Linked DNA regions of Triticum aestivum: region 2 is linked to region 1. Evidence: chromatin contacts called from public Hi-C data. All regions are on one chromosome and are shown on one strand. Each heading gives the region's core, a stretch centred on a gene start, on an enhancer-like site or on the middle of the called end of the contact. The rest is flanking DNA. Distances are from core to core; before and after follow the strand shown. Region 1 holds the start of LOC123046522. Region 2 holds the start of LOC123046524 (mannosyl-oligosaccharide 1,2-alpha-mannosidase MNS1).

The links. A called contact is a pair of places that touch in the nucleus more often than the background predicts.
Region 2: a contact with region 1 is called in a Hi-C map of leaf, with 4 times the contacts expected there. The contact joins the promoter of LOC123046524 here to the promoter of LOC123046522 in region 1. A contact is called at or near these places in 2 of 5 Hi-C or Micro-C datasets (both in leaf).

Annotation. Positions count from the first base shown.
Region 1 is chr2B:654,968,827-654,971,930 of IWGSC CS RefSeq v2.1, forward strand. LOC123046522 reads left to right here and starts at 1,658. Exons shown (of 9, transcript XM_044469921.1): 1 at 1,658-1,883; 2 at 2,720-2,882; 3 at 3,057-3,104. The coding sequence starts at 1,836. LOC123046521 (putative DNA ligase 4) reads left to right here. Exons shown (of 27, transcript XM_044469917.1): 27 at 1-1,069. The coding sequence ends at 692.
Region 2 is chr2B:655,167,643-655,170,746 of IWGSC CS RefSeq v2.1, forward strand. It overlaps LOC123046524 (mannosyl-oligosaccharide 1,2-alpha-mannosidase MNS1), which reads left to right and starts at 1,469. Exons shown (of 15, transcript XM_044469922.1): 1 at 1,469-1,803; 2 at 2,904-2,996. The coding sequence starts at 1,642.

The sequences.
Region 1 (3,104 bases), core at 408-2,907:
ATGCAAGGAAAAGGGGCAGGGCGGCCAGCGGTAGTTCGAAAACTGTACGGGCTGCTCCTAGGCCAGTCCGAACAACAAGGGCTAGAAGAGGAAATAAGCAGGCAAAAATAGATGATGGTGAACCTGAAGAAAACGGTCCTGGTGAAACAGGTCAAGATGATGAAAAGTTGAACACACATCACATCTCCAGGATGGAAGAAGATAACAGTGACAAGGACCAACGACCACCTCGAGCTGCTCCTAGACCAGTTCGAAGAACAAGTGCTAGAAGAGGAACCCGGCAAGCAAAAATAGACTATCGTGAATCTGACGAAAGCGGCCCTGGTGAAACAGGTGAAGATCAAAAGCTGGGCACAGATTCTGTCGTAAAGATGGAAGAAGATAGCCTGGATGAAGACCAAGGACCGCCAGCAGGTGCCCAGTTCATCACACTGGATGAGCGAGAGCCAAAAGTCGTCAAATTGAGTGCAGCAGAGGATACGACAACCAGTCCAAAGTTCGAAAGCAAAGGAACTTCTGAAAGAGCAGACGCTGGTGAAGGAACAAGCATGGCAGCCGAGAAGATAGAACAGATGGTGGATCCTCTGCATGCGATGCTTCTCGACATGATACCGTCGCTTAGGGAAGACGCAAGCAGCGCTCCCCCAGCCAAAGTTGAGCACGATCCGCCGCGTGTGAGAAGTTCCACGTAACAGGGCTCCGGTGCCTGAGACAGGAGGCTCTGCATCCAATCCCATGGCTCCGGCACCGCGTGCAGGAAGTTCGTCATACAGTGCGGGGGTTCCAGCCCCAGATCCAAACCCCGTGGCTCCGAAGAAGAAAAAGGTGAGCTACAAAGATCTGGCCGACGAGTTTCTGAAAGATTGGTGAGAATGCTTCGCCTCTTTGGGCTCGGGGTAGCATGTATGCAGCACGTCTTTTTTCACCGTTTCCACGGTCCTGTAAATATGACAGATGCTTGTAACTATCAACCCTGTCCGAATCATCGCCCTAATTATCTTGTGCCTTGAGGAGTGAGGTGCCTGAAAAAACTGATGCTGGACCAAACTGTGATGGCTTGCAGCACTCGTTGGCTTGCAAAGTGTGTCCCGTAGTCGCGTCGGTAGCCTGGTTCGGCCCTATGGCTGGGTTGGTTTTCCGTCAGGCGTCGACGCGTCCATTGCCCATGCCGTCGTGCGCTTCAGCCGGCGGCGAATTACAGAACAGCTTGCGCACCAGGACGGCCCGTCTGTCCAGGTCTCAGATGAGGCCTCGTGTAGCGGAAGGCGCACGACGCGACACCACGGGCTCGCGGTGGGCGTGACGGGTGGTCGGCAGCACTGGGAAAGAAACGCACACGATGTGTGACGGGTGGACCACATTGAAACTTGACGTGCCAACGGCCTCCGTGTCGGCAACACTGGACACGTCCAGTTTTTTTTTTTTTTTTGAGGGAAGTATTTTTTTTAAAGGGTCCTCTGGTTGCTGTCCTAGTCAACCCACCGTGAGACAAGACAAGGAGCGACAGTATCCGTGTCACTGACAAGCCGGTCTCCTCGCGCCCCAGCGTCCCAGGAAGGCGGGAGCCAAGCGCCGCACGCCGTGGCACTCACTGACCGTATGGCCCCCACGACCTGCGGCCCCAGCTGCCATTCTATACGCCATGAATATTCGCGAGTAACTGGCCCGTCCCCATCCGAGCTTTTCCTCCTCACCTGTCGTCTCCCTCGGCTTCTTTCCATCCGTCACCCCCTCTCTCTGTCTCACTGGTTTTCTCCACTCCCCCCAACCTTCATGTCAGCCCCCTTCTCCTTGACCAAAAATCCAGCCCCTTTCTATTTCTGGAGGCGTCGGCGATGACATTCAAGCAGGTCTTCTGCGCCCTGCGAGAGGTCTTCCCACAGGTATGGATTGGTCCGGCTGGCTGGCTCCACAAGATTTGTTCATGTTTTTGTTTGTAAATACCTCAAGGTCAATTTCTTCTATAATATAGTCCTATTTAGCAGAAATAAAATAAAAATTGGAGTAATTCATCTAGCTTACACGCGAAGATTCTATTTGGAGAATCTTCTTTTCTCTCCTCCTCCGCATTTTTTTTTTGCTCTATCTCCTACAAGGCACCACCATATGGGTTGCCGACAAACTGTTTGATGAAATCTATTAATTGGGCAATTCAAAAAAAATCCATTAATAGGCTCCCGGGAGCATTTCAGTTTTTCTTAGGGGGAGACAAATTTCCGGTTTAGGCCAATAAAGGATAATTGAATACTATTAAGAAAAAATGCTCTGCTCAGTGTGTATCATATATGGAAGGAACATCAGTAGTAGGCCTGCAGATAGTGATCTAAACGATTTTATATTTCTTTACAGAGGGAGTAATTATAGGGAAATACAGTAAAAGATAGTGACAGAAGTAGCAAGGAGTCAACAACCAAGTAAAATGTCGAAGCATCAAGTCATTTACGCTGACATTATTCAACCTTTCCAAAAAATAAATATAAAATGCTGACATTTCATTGTGCAGCCCTGCTGGATTACTGATTTCCCTGTCAACCAATGCCAAACATGATTTACTTCGTCCTGGAGACTGGATTCATTAACATGAACATGAACGTGAACCACCTCAAATATCTTGTACTGTATTTATGCAACCAATTCTAACATATGTGCAACTGTACATCGAGATAAAGAAAACACGGCATATTTAAGGTTATTTTTTTCCTTTGTATTCGTGTTACAGGTTGATCTTCGAATATTGAAGGCTGTAGCCAGTCAGTATTCCTCTGATGTCGATGCAGCTGTTGGATTTGTTCTTTCCGATGTCATTCCAGCAGTAAGCGAACCTACCGAAACAGTTTTCACACTCCAAGATGTTGATTATGCAGAACACGGACCTGCTGATTGTAAGTAATTTTGTGCACTGTGTTTGCACCCTTTTTTTCATTCCTGTTGTTTGTTTTCACCCATTACGTGGAAATACTTGTAGCAATAAAAAAAAAGCAATCAAATATGTGCATCTGCTAGTTGTTTATTCAATGGGGCCTTCAGTCTCATGCTTGTTTGTTTTCAAATGTTAGGCAGGAAGTCTAACTTACACTCTGGAGGGATATCATTGGTGGATCTAG
Region 2 (3,104 bases), core at 219-2,718, 200 kb after region 1:
GCATAATGGTGGTTTGAATTATGTCTAGTTGATAGGCTTGCTCAAAATTTGTGAAATAATTTTGGGGCTCACAGATATTGTGGAAAGACCATGTTCAAAGTTTGGGGTTCTATCCCATTCTAAAACATTGAAAGGGGAAAATGGTGTAGATCATAGCCCAATAAAATAAAATGGTAAAATAATTAGGTTTTGTGTGTTCGACATTTTTGTGATGCAATTGAGAATAATGCACATTGGAATTATGGCATGATGATGCAAATATCAGTTATTAGCTATTATTTAGGTAGGGAATTACTCTAATATGTTACACACAATGACAACTGGAAAAAGATGTTAGCTCTGGAGCAAGATTGGTGGTCCATGGGGAGCGATCCCGACGTTCTTCTCGTCTCTGACGATGGGAAGCGGCGAAGCTAGATCCGGATTAGCATGGGGACGATCATCAACCGACATGCCACATCGACATGCGCCTTGTTGTAAGGAGCGAGCCTGTTCATCAACTCTCAAAGCCACAAAAAGGTGATGGTGATGGCATGGATCTAGGGCTGTTGGACCCTTGCCTCCTCCCTCGGCGTGTGTCACGACAATGCTGGGAGTTGGCGGCGGCCGTAGGATCGATAGTTTGCAGGGACCACAAATGACCATTTTGTTTTAACCATTTTATTGAGGTCATTTTTGTAAAGTTCTTATGACTATGGTTTTTTCTTGGTCTATTCGGTAGATTCTGTATATATTTGTACTTATACTCTGTCCGTTGTTACATTATAGTATGCAGTTTCTCTAAGAAAAAGATCGTTTTACAGTTACATTGCCGTGACCACACCATATTCATCCACTCCAGAGACCCGCAAAAAACCATGGATTTCACCGTGAATTTTGTTCCCAAGTAGAATGGCATTTTCCTGTCTCTATTTTAGGCTTTCCGACGACGTTCATTGAATGGGAGGTGATGTTTCCGCCGACTATGAGGGCATGTGGCGACTTTATCAATTTCAAGATGTTGCCCTGAGTCAGTATCTCGAAGATGTTCATAAGGATAGAGAGTGTGTACATATGTTTATAGGATTGAGTGTATTCATAAAGAAGAGACGAAGCCATGGTATTCGCTACTGAGACCGGTGAATTGGTGTCCGGATTCAGATGAGCCCGGGCATGAACAATTCCACGATTTGAAAGGAAAAAAGAGTTCAATTTTTTTTGTGGTGCAAGATGCTTCTTTCCACGGAGTTCACGCACAGGAGCATCTTGCACAAAAAAGTTCAAAAGACTTTTGTACGGAGTTCACGTATAGGAGCATCTTGCATAAATGTTTTTTTTGAGTTTTTAAACTTTTTTCCCTTTCAAATCGTGATACTGTTTACCTCTGGGTTGAATTATCTATCGTTCGCTACTCTTCTTCAGTATTGAAGTGGTTATTTACCGGAAGTAGAGTCGGGCCCACATTTAGCGATGACTGCCGAGACCCACGAACTGTCAAACACTGACGGACAGAGAAAACACTGAAGCACACACATCCACGCGGGGACAGCACGACCGACCGCACGCACACGCGCGCATCCCCGGCGACGTCACCGGAGGGAGACGGCGACGAGCTTCGGTCCCCGCGACCTTCTCGCCGGAGCTCCCTAGGCAGCCGCCGCCATGGCCCGCCGGTCTTCGTCGTCCTCCTCGTCGGGGACGTGGCGGTACCTCAACCCCGCCTACTACCTCAAGCGGCCCAAGCGCCTCGCGCTCCTCTTCTTCGTCTTCGTCGCCGCCACCTTCGCCTTCTGGGACCGCCAATCGCTCGTCAGCGAGCACGAGGTGCGCTCGCCCCGTCTCGCCCCCGGAGAATTCTCCCCTGATCCGGGTCGGAACCGCGGGGATCTGATTGAATTTGGTTGTTGCGGCCAAGTAGCTTCGAATTCGTCTCGGCGCTGGTTGGGCGCTGGATCTGGGTGTAGCGACGACGACTTGTGGCTAGAGCCGTCGGGATAAATGGGTTTAGGTTTATGCTGCGTCTGCCTATCTGGGGTTCATTTGGGAGAGATTGTGCCGAGGATCTGGCGTTCCGTTTGAATCTTGACGCTTTTGTCTGAGATTTGATCTTTTGAGCGAGTGGATCTTATGAGGGACCACTAGGCTACAGCTCAACTATACGTGTGTAACGATTATTGGTATTAGCTTAGAATTCTTTCCAGCTTTGACTGTAGATTTGGCGAAGAATTGTGCGTCTTTTCTTTCCAATCCTAGAATTAGTGGGATGAATATGGGTACAGTGAGGTACTTTAGCAGCTTAGATTTTTCTCAGGCGGGAAGACCTTAACTGTTCTAGTTAATCCGGGGGAATAATCAAGACCTTGCCATGTTTCTCAATTACTATATGGTGTAGATTTGGAGAACTGAATACTCCCTCCGTCCGCAAATACTTGTCATCAAAATGGATAAAAAGAGATGTATCTAGAACTAATATACGTCTAGATACATCCCCTTTTATTCATTTTGATCACAAGTATTTCCGGACGGAGGGAGTACTAGTTAGAACATTATTATACATGGCACATGCAACTTTATGATTGTGGTTTGTAGTGAAACTGTTCGAATAGCTGTTGTATTCTAAGGAGCGGCTGTAACTGTGATTGCCCTATTATGTTAGTATAGTCAATTAGTCATGTAGAGACTCATATTGGTTTAATCTTGGCGAGATACTAATGTTCATTGGGACTTGTTATGAGTAATTAAATAATTTGGTGGATGCGAGTATGTGACACGTGAGCTGTACTATTTATCGTTTGTTAGATATGCTAGTTAAGTTGATCCAGTTCTCAGTAATCGGATGAGTGAAATCTGAATTGGATGTAAGGTTGATATCCCATCTGCTAGTTAGAAATGCTATTTATTTGGTCTTTTCTCTAATTTTGTAGTGCCCTTCTTGTGTGAGAGTGAATGAAGGTATAGTATTCAGTCAAGAAATTTTGGTAACGGCTCATGTATTTGACGTCATCACGGATGGCAAGGTATAGTCTATAGTGTGGCATTAGATTGTTGTAGTTCATTGCCACTGTTACTGTGATCAGTAGGTATAGTTGGGAGTTGCGTGTGTATGGCTGTACAGTGACATATTA